2 separate regions of the Mus musculus genome follow, and region 1 is linked to region 2. Evidence: chromatin contacts called from public promoter capture Hi-C data. All regions are on one chromosome and are shown on one strand. Each heading gives the region's core, a stretch centred on a gene start, on an enhancer-like site or on the middle of the called end of the contact. The rest is flanking DNA. Distances are from core to core; before and after follow the strand shown.

Evidence for each region. Promoter capture Hi-C pulls out the DNA fragments that hold promoters and counts their contacts.
Region 1: a promoter capture Hi-C map of the HPC-7 cell line shows a contact between it and region 2, with 6 times the contacts expected there. The contact joins the enhancer-like site here to the promoter of Rasa2 in region 2. A contact is called at or near these places in 24 of 39 promoter capture datasets (the 3T3-L1 cell line, 3T3-L1-derived adipocytes, the C10 cell line and 14 more), 1 of 15 datasets of contacts at CTCF or cohesin (large pre-B cells), 2 of 484 Hi-C or Micro-C datasets (the HPC-7 cell line and bone marrow-derived macrophages), 20 of 115 datasets of contacts at active chromatin or transcription factors (the 230-238 cell line, the SCID.adh cell line, T-cell acute lymphoblastic leukemia and 12 more) and 4 of 9 other capture datasets (adipose tissue, embryonic stem cells, liver and 1 more).

What each region holds. Positions count from the first base shown.
Region 1 is chr9:96,814,070-96,820,570 of GRCm38.p6, forward strand. It overlaps the pseudogene Gm8520. Among named protein-coding and RNA genes, the nearest start is that of C430002N11Rik, 52 kb to the left of the region's middle. Within about 2 kb of position 4,577, at least 41 of the 459 cell types and tissues checked have an H3K27ac peak or open chromatin away from gene starts, as enhancers often do. A contact at or near this core is called in the HPC-7 cell line, the SCID.adh cell line and trophoblast stem cells, where this site is marked.
Region 2 is chr9:96,627,214-96,633,519 of GRCm38.p6, forward strand. Rasa2 (RAS p21 protein activator 2) reads right to left here and starts at 4,290. Exons shown (of 24, transcript NM_053268.2): 1 at 4,151-4,290. The coding sequence starts at 4,280.

The DNA of each region.
Region 1 (6,501 bases), core at 3,327-5,826, 190 kb after region 2:
TCTCAGACTCCTTAATGGGCAGGGAGAACAGGTAGATCTCCTCCAAGGACTTGATCTTCATGTCCTTAACCAGGCGGCCCAGCTTGGTGACGGGGATCCACTTCTTGTCTTCAGCTTTACCTCCGCGAGTCCCGCGGCCACGACCACGGCCGCGGCCCCTAAGACCGCTGCCGAATCCTCCGCGGTAGCCGGAAGCAGCCGTGGCCTCCTAATCCTGGGCCCCCCGGGTCCTCCAGGCCCTCCCGCTGCACCGGCGTCATCCGCCATTTGGTGTTTTCCCAAAGAAGAAGAAGCCAAGTTTTTCTTCATTTAGGATATTAGTCATGGGTTTGTCATCTGTAGTCATTATTATGTTGGAGTATGTTGCCCATCTCTGTCTCCCTGGGGCTTTTATCATGAAGAGATATTGGATTTTGTCAAAGGCTCTTTTCTGCCTCTATTCCAACAACCATGCAGTTTCTGTCTTTAAGCCAATTTATATGAGTTGTTACATTTATTGATTTGCAGATATAGAATCACTCCAGTACCCATGGAATAAAGTTAACTTGGTCTTGGTGATGAACTTTTCAAAGGGTTTCCATATTTGGTTTGTGTGGTGATTTAAATATGCTTGGCCCACAGAAAGAGGCAGTATTAGGAGGTGTGGTCTTGTTAAAGGAAGTGTGTCACCTCGGAGGCAGGACTTTGAGGTCTCATATAGATGCTCAAGTCTGGCCCGTGAGACGCAGTATCCTCCTGGCTGCCTTCACATCAGGATGTAGAACTTTTGGTTCTTCCAGCACCAAGTCTGCTGCATGTTGCCTTGCTTCCTGCTGTCATGATAGTGGACTGAACCTCTGAAACTGTAAGCCAGGCCCAATTAAATGCTTGCCTTAATAAGAGTTGCCTTGGTCATGGCGTCTCTTCACAGCAATAATAAAACCTTAACTAAGGAGCTTGCAAGTATTTTGCATTATGTTCTTTGTATCTGTGTTCTTCAGGGATATTGACCTAAAGTTTTTCTTTCTATCATTCCTTTCTTTCTTTTGTCTTTATCTTATTTTAGTGCTAGCATAATACTGGCTTTAAAAAGGAAGTTTGAAGTGGGGTGGTAGTGGTGCACGCCTTTAGTCCCAGCACTGAAGGAGGCAGACACAGACAGATCTCTTTGAGTTCCAGGCCAGCCTGGTCTACAACCAGGGATATATGGAGGAACCCTATCTCAGAACAAAAGAGAAAGTTTGTAAGTTTTAGTTCTATTTCCATTTTATGGACAGGCTTGGAAAGCAGGGCTTATAGTTCTTGTTTTAAGATCTCATAGATGTCTGCTGTGAATACATCTGGACCCGGGGGGTTTGTTGTTGTTGGGAAAGCTCTTACTATTGCTTTGATCTCCTTCCTGGGTCCAGGTCTGTTGAAATGATTGATCTTATCTCGGTTTAACTTGGGTCAGTCAGATGCAGTTAAAAGTTCATTCACTTCTTTAATGTTTTCCAATTTTAAAAGTACGCATTTGTAATTTTCTGGATTTATTTTGTGTCTCTGTTCATTTTTAATTTTATTAATTTGGACCTTCTCTTTTTTCGGCTAATTAATGGTTATTTATTTTGTGAGATTGTACAGTCTATGGCAGTGGAAGGCTTCTAGCCAATGGTAGATATTCAGTAAATGGTAAGTTTTGGTATAACAACCTTTCTGCCATTACCCTTGAACTGTCCACAATTAAAATTTTCTAGTGCTTAATTTGTATGTATAGTCATTATACATATTGGCTGCGAGATCAATAGTCATTGTACAATAACTATGGGGGATTGGTTGCAAGGCAAGTAATCATTATACATATTGGATTGGTTGTAAGATCCTCCATAGCCCAGATGCCACAATGTGATGACGCTCAAATCTCATAGGAGATGGTTTTACATTTGTCTGTAATATATACATGTCCTTCTCTATATTTACATCTCTAGATGACTCTTCCTCTACAGTCTGGATGATAAGCAGTGTTACATTAGGGAATAATGACAAGGAAAAACATCTACATATGCTCAGAAGAAGTGCTCCCCACTCCCAAATATTTTCTCTCCACTGTTGATGGAACTTGAGTGTACGGCTGTGTTTGGCTTCCACAATAAGTAAATAAATGTCCCCATGGTAGAGAAATCTGTGATAAATAAACTCTCCCTTTCCTATAAGTGACTGCAGTTCCCTATCCCTCCAGGTAGATGCCTTGGCACCTAGAATGTGCTCGCCCTCTGCAGTCCCAGGAAGCAGCCTTGGAGGGAACACAGGAAGTTTACAGGGGGTGACTGCTGTAAATGGAGGTGACAAAGCAGATGCTGGACTTTGAAAGTCACAAGGCCTCTGCTGCCCCCACAAGAACTCTGATTTGGGCATGGATCTCTGAGTTATTCCCTGGCTATTGCATTCTTGTTCTGACCAGTCAGTATATGTGGCTGTCCTGGGAAAGAGGTTTGTCCTTTGGCCAATGGTGTTCTCTTTCAGAGCAAGTTCTGGAAAGGCTGAGAGTCCAGTGCTGCCAGCAAGTATAGAAAGCAGTCCTGAAGTGGGGGTTCTGTGTGGCACAGTGCCAACACACCCTCAGCTCTGGTGGAGGGGATTGGGGGAAGGATGTTCACTGTTAGCTCTGTTAGCACCCACTCTTCCTCAGTGTGCTGGCTTGAATTAGATTGTCTCCCATAGGCTAGTATGTTTAAATATGCAGTCCCCAGTTGATGGACCTGTTTGGGAAGGATTAAGCGATGTGGTCTTGTTGGAGGAGTTGTGTCTAGGGGCAAGCTTTGAGATTTGAAAAGCCAGTGGTGAGCTTACTGATTGCCCGGTCTGCCTTCTGTTTGTAGTTCAAGATATGAGTCCTCGGCTGTTGTTATGGCCACCTGCTGCCTGCGACCTCTGCTCCAACATCCTGGAACCTGTGCTGGCTGGTTCTGTGTGTCAACTTGACACAAGCTGCAGTTATCGCAGAGAAAGGAGCCTCCCTTGAGGAAATGCCTCCATGAGATCTAGGTATTTTCAATTAAGGTATTTTCTCAATTAGTGATCAAGGGTGGGAGGTCCCCTTGTGGGTGGTGCTATTCCTGGGCTGGTTGTCCTGGGTCCTGTAAGAGAGCAGGTTGAGCAAGGCAGGGGGAGCAAGCCAGTAAGTAACATCTGTCCATTGCCTCTGCATCAGCTCCTGCTTTCTGTCCTGCTTGAGTTCCAGTCCTGGCTTCCTTTGGTGATGAAGAGCAATGTGGAAAATGTAAGCCGAATAAACCCTTTCCTCCCCACCTTGCTTCTTGGTCATGATGTTTGTGCAGGAATAGAAAGCCTGACTAAGACAAACCCCAAATAAACTCTTCCTTGTGTAAATTACCTTGATCTCAGCAATAGAAAAGTAATTAATGCACTTAAATTGAAGCAGCTTTGACAGGAACAGCAATGTGCCTAATAAACTCACTGCTTCCTTGGAATCAAGGAGCCCCTGTTCTGCCCGTGTGACGTCCGCAGGCATCTGAGATCCTGAGAGCATGCTGGACCCATTTGAAAGGATTGACACATGACTTTATTGCTTAAGCCATGGTGATCAGGTTTGGGTAGCATGAAACCTAACAGTGACCCAGATTGTTCAGGGGACTATTATGCGGTGTCCTGCTTAAGAACATGGTCCTAGCTGTCTCTTGTGACCCAGATGTAGCTGTCTCTTGTGACCCAGATGTAGCTGTCTCTTGTGACCCAGATGTAGCTGTCTCTTGTGACCCAGATGTAGCTGTCTCTTGTGAGACTATGCCGGGGCCTAGCAAACACAGAAGTGGATGCTCACAGTCAGCTAATGGATGGATCACAGGGCTCCCAATGGAGGAGCTAGAGAAAGTACCCAAGGAGCTAAAGGGATCTTCAACCCTATAGGTGGAACAACATTATGAACTAACCAGTACCCCTGAGCTCTTGACTCTAGCTGCATATGTATCAAAAGATGGCCTAGTCGGCCATCACTGGAAAGAGAGGCCCATTGGACACGCAGACTTTGTGTGCCCCGGTACAGGGGAACGCCAGGGCCAAAGGGGGGAAGTGGGTGGGTAGGGGAGTGGGGGTGGGTGGGTAAGGGGGACTTTTGGTATAGCATTGGAAATGTAAATGAGCTAAATACCTAATAAAAAATGGAAAAAAAAAATAAAAAAATAAAAGTAGTAAAAATTTTAAAAAAAAAAAAAAAAAAAAAAAAAAAGAACATGGTCCTAGCCAGGCGGTGGTGCACGCTTTTAATCCCAGCAGAGGCAGGTGGCTCTCTGAGTTTGAAGCCAGCTTGGTCTACAGAGTGAGTTGCAGGATAGCAAGGGCTATACAGAGAAACCTTGTCTTGAAAAACAAAACAAAACAAACAAAACAAACAAAGAGAACATGTTCCTTTAATCCAATTCTGCTTCACACCAGCTAGCTCTGTGAATCACCCAGTCAAACTTTTCTATAAAATGTGAACGATATAATACATTTGTTTTCATGTGTAACTCCTGAGTCACTGGCTTGTTTTACTTTGCCTTAGGCTTTCTCAGATGTTAGCATGGAAAAGCTTGCCTGTGGAAACTCCTCCATGACAGGCAAACAAGGGCAGTTTGTCGACTTCTTAAAACACAAGCGAACCTACTTTTCTATAAGGCAGACCCAACCCTAAAGACCAATAGCTTATTTGATGCTGCCCTCTAGTGGTTGAACACACTATCGCTCGCTACATTGTTTTACTTAAAGAAAAATAAGCCAGGATGGCTGGAATAGTCCCTAACCATTTAGACTTAAATTTGTAACTGCAGCGACCCCCATTTTTAATTTACTGACATCCTTCTCCAAACACAACATCTGGTAGGACTGCTGCAGAGGCCATAGGAAACGCCCCTTACTAAGGCCGCTCAGTCTCTTCCAGGGAATAGAGTGGCCAGAGCCCCTGTGTCTACCTAGGCTGGACTCAAGGCAGACTATTTAGAAAAGCATTCTCCTCTCTTGGAAGACTCACGCAGCCCATGTAGGGAGGCAGGACTCTCACTCGGCTGACACATCTGAAGTCAGCCCCAAGGGTATCCTCCTGCTGAGGGTACCGCAGCCCTGAGGAGTTCTGTTCCTCTTGGTGACCCTTTCCTCACGGATGCTCATCTGTCCCAGCTGTTAGCCAGGCCTCAGCAGCTAGGAGGGCCTGGTCATGCCTGTGTATTCGGCTGATTCCTCATGGACAGATTTGTGACTGAGCTAGCTCCTGGTAGGTGTGAACACAGGGCTACACTCCTGATACTCAGTTGCAAGTCTTGAGCCATGAGGATCGGGCTGGCATCCCACTAGCCACTACTTTACCCTGTGTATCTGCAGCTACATTCTATCTAACACATCAGGGTGACCTACCCAGCCTGGGATGCTGAACCCGCCTCGAGGGGCTTTCTGAAGATTCAGCGAGGCGTGTATCCCCACCTTTCCTGTCCTAGTTCTTGGGTTCTGAAAAAGGGATTTACCGAAGACTTCTTCCAAGTCTAATTCTGCTGAGCCTATGATGAAAGACCTTCGATCAGGTGTTTAGTAGTTTTCTTGGAAAGCCATTTATTATTGCTAATTATTACCACCAGGCCAGCAGCACAGGCCTGTACTCAGGAGGCTGAGGCAGGAGGACCTTGAGGTTACGGTCTGATGGGAGGCTAAGGCCACCTGGGCACATCACTGAGCTCCTCTTTTGAAAGAGGAACACGGTTGTGGATGTGGCTTAGTGGCAGAGTGCTTACCTAGCATGTGCGAGGCCCTGGGTTCGATTCCTGGCACTAAAACGAGTAAACTCTAATTCCAATAGCATATAGTTGAGTTTGTTAAGTCTGTTCAAAGCGAAGCTTGACAAAGAATGCTCAGCCCAGCGTGGTAACGGCCACTTGCAGTTCCAGCACAGGGAGAAAGGAGAGGCAAGGAGCCGAGAAAGGGGCCTGGGGGGGGGGGGCGAGGGGGTAGGGGTCTGTGTATGTGTGTGTGGGGGTGGAACATGAAGTTGAGTAGGAGGCAGAAATGAATCTGGACAAGTTGGAAGATGGGGCTGCATATGGTAAAAAATGTTTTATATGAAATTCTCAAAGAATAAGAATGTTTTTATTTATTTTTGAATTATTTATTTTATTTATATGAGTACACTGTTGCTGTCTTCAGACACACCAGAAGAGGGCATGTGATCCCATTACAGATGGTTGTGAGCCACCATGTGGTTGGTTGCTGGGAATTGAACTCAGGACCTCTGGAAGAGCAGTCAGTGCTCTTAACTGCTGAGCTGTCTCTTCAGCCCTAAAAACGTTTTAAAAACAGCTAAAAAGGGCCGGGCGTGGTGGTGCACACCTTTAATCCCAGCACTCGGGAGGCAGAGACAGGCGGATTTCTGAGTTAGAGGCCAGCCTGGTCTACAGAGTGAGTTCCAGGACAGCAGGGCTATACAGAGAAACCCTGTCTCGAAAAAACAAAACAAAACAAAAAAGCTAAAAAAAAAGTCTGTCATGACACTCTTGAACCTGT
Region 2 (6,306 bases), core at 3,040-5,539:
TGTCCAGAGATATGGAAATTCTTTCTTATCCAGATACACAGTGCTCTGAAAGTATCTATAACACTGAGAGATAGGGTATTTTCTAAAGGCCTGCCCTGATCTAGTGAGACTGAGACACACACACCACCAGCAGCAACAAATATTAAAAACAAGAATGAATTCTAAAATTAACATAACAGGGGACATATACAAATGATTTTTATAAGAAGAAAATGGTCATGAATTACGTTTTTCTTTTTTTAGGCATCAAAGCCATATGGCTAGAAACAAGGGCAAATCTGGTCAGAGGAGACTTGGATTGCATTGGAAGGATATGTGGCTCTCTGACATAAATAAGGGGAGGGGGGGACACAATCTCAGGCAGAGGAAACAACGTGAGCCAAGTGTCTGGTGACAAAGCACTAGTCCACTCTAAAGATGAGAAAGATAAAAACAACCACAAGCTCAAGAGTAAACAGCTGCCTGAAGTCACAGGAATATTACCTAACACAGTATGAAGCAGAACACGGGCTTTCTGCTTCCAATTTGCTGTCTACACCAGGAAACGTTAGTGCAGGCTGGACAAGAGCATCAGATAAGGCTTATCTCCTACTTAACTCCTTCCTAAGAGATGGCCCATGGCTGACCCAGATTTTTTTTTAGGGGGCTGGGGCTGAAGGTACTGACTACACCAGGCCTCCTAAGCTTAAGTACTTAATCTATCTCCTTTGTCAAACAGCCGGAAGTCATTCTTGGTCTGAAAATGTCAAAATCCTAAGTGAGTAGTTCTTGGGCCACATCACTGTCTCACAGATCTCACTGAACAATATATCAAACACTTCCCACAAATCTTCGCAGGCTGGTGCCTTTATAACCTGGTATCCCTGAGAGAAAAGCCCTGTGTAAGGTAGTGTAGAGCCTTTCAAAATGTTTACAGTTGACTTAATTAGAAAAGGGGGTAACCAAAAACGAGGCCATATCAAGCCTGAAGACAGACAGACAGACATAAACACACACACACACATATAAATCTAAAACTTTTTTTTCACCTGAATATAGGGTATAATGGAGGGGGGTGCATACAAACTACCTTTAGGTATGCTACTTATATCAAAGTAGTTCAGACCAAAAATACTCCTAATTTTGTTTACTAAAGGTTCAGATGAAAATTCTAAGATATCTAACAACTTTGTGTCGTGAATTCAGGTAAGGAAGCTGAACATTCAAAACCCTCAGGATATCTAGGACACTAAAATGCCCTAAGAAACTGGGTACTAATCAGTCTATAACACAAAATACTGTCTGCGATAATAGATTTCTTTAAACTGGTTGTGTGAAAACAGCTATATGATGGTCTCTGTGTGTGTGTGTGTGTGTGTGTGTTTGTGTGGTGTGTGTACTTGTTAATGTACTGACTGTGTGCACTAGCTGTGTGTGCATGTGCATGCCCATGGGTGTGGGTGCCTGAGACCAACATCTGGTGTTTTGATCTCTCTCTCTCTCTCTCTCACCTTTATCATCTGAGACAAGGTTTCTCTATGAACCAGAAGCTCTACCCAAGCAAGCTACCCAGTCCCTGAGGTTCAAGGCTCTGCCTGTCCAAACACTCCACTAGTGCTGGGTTAGAGGAAAGCGCGGTGACCCCTCCTCCCCCACCCATGCCTTTCTACTTGGGCTCTGGTGATCCTGCTTGCTAAGCAGGCACTTTACCAACTGAGCCATCTCCCCACCCGCTGGTTTTCTGATCTGTCAACTTGATACTATTTATACCTTGTGAAATCTATGGGACACAAATAAGTTAGAAATGAAACACTGAAGAAAGTGTGGACCATTATCTAACCTCTAGAACTTCCACAATATAAACATCGGGCCACCCTCGCTCTTCTTAAGGATGATTCGGACTACACTACCCAGGAGTGCTTCCTCTCAGGTGGATCAGATGAGAGGCTCCCAAAGAGCAGTTCTGAGCTTAACAGCTCATCTCCAGGCTAACAGGGAGCTACCAGGTTCTCCCCAAGGTTTCTCAGTGTGGTAGAAAGGACTGGTGACTTCAACACTCGCAAACTGCTTAGATTCTTCATTGTCAAACTGCCATCATCCCATTTCTGTGACTTCAGCACCTGCTAATGTTTCCGCCACTTCTCATCACCTTACAAAGCCCACGTGTCAGTTTCAGGAAACACAGAAGGGCATTTCCTTACAAGGATCCGGAGGGCAACCAACCTTGATCATACCAGCTAAAAGAAGGGCAAGAAATGGGAGGGGTGTTCTTGATTTCAGTATGTATCCTTGTGAAACAGTCACAACATGACCTGAGCTATAAGATGAGCAATAAAAAATAAATAAACTGTCTAGGGTAGAAACAAGTGGTTTAGTTTAACTAGGGTTAAAATAAAAATATTCCCAGGAAATTAATGGTCAATTTCTGGGAGTGAGATTGCCTAAGCCACAGAAACCAAGTTTTGTGTGCTTGTGTGTGTGTGTGTGTGTGTGTGTTTTAATCTGCAGACCCGAATTTCACTTGGAGTGATATTTTTACCACACTGTTCACAGAACCTTTGCTATGCATCAGGTCAAAGCAGAAGGTAACTTACTCCTAAAAACAGCCCAACCCTAAATCTCAACTCCAACAGAGCACACTGTCTTCCCACAACACAATCTGCTTTTATAGATTCGCAAGGCTTCAACAGTGTCTAGCATCAAGTCACAGAAAAATATAAAGTAGTAAAAATTTGAAAAACCTAATTAGTAGGGGAAGAAAATTCTAGTGTATTTGGCTTTTCCCAAACATTACATACATGCAAATATTAACTGTAAGAAAGCTAATTTGTGAAAAGTTTACACCCTAAGAAAGTAACTTAAAATACTGGGAACTTAAGACGCACAAAACACCCACTGCTCTGGTGTAATTTCCCAAGTTTTAATACTTAAAAGTGTCTGAATTGGGAGTCCCAGGATGACGTCAGGGAATTGAAAAGTAACATTTAACATGCTTGCTCCTGGGGTTTTAATAAAATTCCAAATCCTTGAAAGGGGAGTAACATCAAAAACTCAAGTGGGAGAATCCAAAAGAAGCATCGAGATTTAAGAATTAAAGTTTATACTCTGCCAAAGAAAGAGCAGTATCAGCCATTCTAACACAATTGAATTTTCAACATATAAAATATCTCTTATAGCCAGGCATTATTTAGGAGACCGATTTCATTCTGGGGATAAAATAATCTGAATTAAAAAAGGTTTTCAACTAAAGTAACAATAAACTCTACTGATTCGCCAGTCATACAGTGAAAAGGGACCATCTCAATAAGCTGGGGGAAGTCGATCTAATATCAAAGGGTCGTTTTAAAGAGGAAGGATAGCAATGACAAACGAACTGGCCCGTCTCTGAGTAAGAGTCTACACTCATCGGTGCGGCTCTCACAAATGCACGGGAGAGAATCAAGTGGGTTGAGCGCGGACTGGATGACTGAGTTTTGAGACCTGCTCACAGGAAGCCACTACATCCTGCCCCAAGTCACCGTCAGTCACGCCGGCTCTCGATTCAAGTCCCCGCCGCGGCAAGGTGGGGCGGGCACAGGTGTCCCGCCCGAGCTCCCCGGGCGCCCCGCTCGCCCGCGCAGCCTCGCCCACCGGAGCCCCCGCCACCGGCTCCCGCAGTCCCCAGCGCCCGCCTCAACCTCGCACTGGCAGAGGAGCCCCAGGGAGCTCACACCCCCTCCTCAGCCCGCCGCCCGGCCCGGCCCGGCCCGGCCCCGCCCCGCCGCAGCCGGCCTCCCTCCCTCCTCCAGCCGCGCCTCCCTTGTAATTACCACGGGGCTCCCACCTCGGGCCGCTCCCGTCGTCCGCGGCCGCCCGCAGGCCTGCGTCGGAGGGAGGCCGGAAACTCCGCGCGCCCCCGGCCGCGCCCCGGGCTCCCGCGTCCAGGCCGCGCTCCAGGCAGCGCCCCTCGCGCCGCGCCGGTCCGGTCCGCGCGTGCAGGTCCTCACCCCGCTCGCTCCGAGGGGGAGCCCCGACCCGCGCCGGGCAGTCGGTCGACGCGGCGCCTCCCCCCAACACACCCCCATCCAGTCTCACCAGTCCCGGGCGGCCGCCGGTGCCGCCACCCCCGCGCGTGCCCGCCGCCCACCCTCCGCGCCGCCCCGGGGGTCCCCTCAGCCCCGGCCCCGCTTACAGATCCTGCCGCGCAGGCTCTGCAGCACTCGGACCTCACGACTGTCCTCGTCTCCCGTCTCCGGGTCTGCGCTGCCCGAGACGGCCGGCGCCTCGGGAGAAGCCGCCGCAGCAGGCGCTGCCGCCGCCATGGTGCCGCCCGGCCCCTACCCCAGCCCTACCGCCTGCGTAGCCGGGCAAGGCGGAGCCGGAGCGAGGCCTAGGCCGGATCGAGCCTCGCTGTAGCCCCGCCTCGGCCTCGGGCTGACTCGCCCCGCCCCTCGCGCCGTGCCCGCCCTGCATCCGCCTCGCCTTGCCTCCCTGGGCAAGTCGCGAGAGGCGCTCTGAAACCCCCACAAGGAGGAAAACCCTGGCCCTGCTGTGATCCCCAGAACCCTGAGAATTGGACGTCCCCCACGAACGGACCTCTAGGTCCCCAGATGCTCAAGGAAAAGAAAAGTCCCCAGTCAGAATGACTCCAGGTTCCAGGAAAAAGTTTGGCATTTTGGCAAACGTCAAGAGATGTATTAGAGACTCTTCCAGCGGTGTCTAGATGCTCCCGCAGTGCGGCACGTGGGGGACAAACCACATACTCAACCTTTGCTCTGGGAACATTGCTCTGCAAAAAGTTGGGTCAAGAAAAGGACCACAGACTCCGTCCAGTCCTGTCTGAGACCCAGAGAAATTTTGAGTTTATCACCAGTTTTGCATTTCAGAATCGGAACGGTGACCTCTTTCCCACTCCCAGAAGCAGGCTTTTTAGAAAGTAGATTGGCCCTGGGAAGTTTGTAAATCTTCAACTAGTTGTTGCCACTATCTTAAGGGAACTATTTACAGTGAGTAAACTGTGTGGATAACACCCTGGTATGTGAGGAGAGGGATGATTTCCTGGTCCTGAGGTTTAACTGCGCTGCCCTAAGAAGGAAGAAACTGATTTAATAGAGCAGGGTTGTTCTTTGCCAGGTGCTAGAGTCAGCCAGTCAAGGAATGTTTTCAGACATATAGGAATGGCCCTAGGGCAAAAAGACGGGGCAGAAGGCGCCAAGACCATGAGCACCTCAACCTGGAAGGGCACACAGAGAGAAGAAGCAAGTTGTGGAAACAGAGTCAAGGAGAGCCTGCCTGGGAAGAGTGAACAGACGACAAGCAAGCCCAGAAGCCACTTGTGCCAAGGCCAGTCAGGCAGACGGAGTGACCTAAGCTTGCTGGATGTCTTAGGCTACCGAGCAATACTTCCAGTCCAGCTGGTGATGCATGAGGGTGCCCCTTGTCCTGTACCATACAGCCTTGGAGAAAGTGAGCTTACCTCTCCTTCCAGGCATTTTGTTGTTTCAAACAGAAACTCCAAATGGTATTTCCCTTTCTTTCCAAATCAGAGCTCACACACCACAGGCCAGAGACTGGCTTTTTCTATTTTAAAACGTTTAATGCTTTATTGGTATGTCTTACTTATACACAGTCATGGTGTGATACCGTTTTCATACACATGTTTAATGTATGCATAGTATTCAATACCCTCTTCATCGCCGTCCACATCCCCTGCACCCCCTTCCTCTCCTCCCAGCTGGCTTTCTTCCCCTCCAATCCCCTGGAAGGTCAGTGGATGGCTGTTGGGAGGTGGTTCTCCTTTCACCGTGGGTTTCCTAGGGATTAACCCGGCCATCTGGTTTGGTATTAAGAACCTTTAATCACTGAGTCATCACACCAGCAAGACTTTTTTTTTTTTTTTTTAGTTCAATGAGTTTATGAGAGTTGTTTCCAGAAGCATAGACGAGAGATTAATTACAGGAGCACAGGAAACTTAACAGTGGCTGTACTACTGAAGAAAATGTCTCTTCCGGCAACCGTCAACTGTCAAAAATCCTTGTAAATCCTCCTGCACCCTACCACAGGATGTTGGCTCCCAGTATTGCACGGATCTTGTATAGTACAGACAACCACAGCTGCTGTCAGGTAGAATGGCTGAAGAGATGGCTGAAGGGTTTAGAGCACTTAGAGAAGAGTTCCCAGCACCCAAGTGGCAACTCACAATGCTCTGTAACTCTAGTTCCAGGGGATCCTACTCCTTCTGACCTTCAGGGACACTAAGCACTCATTATGGTATACATACATGCAAGTAAACACTCATACACATACAAATAGAAATATCTTTGTACAAAAAATGTGACAGCCATGTCA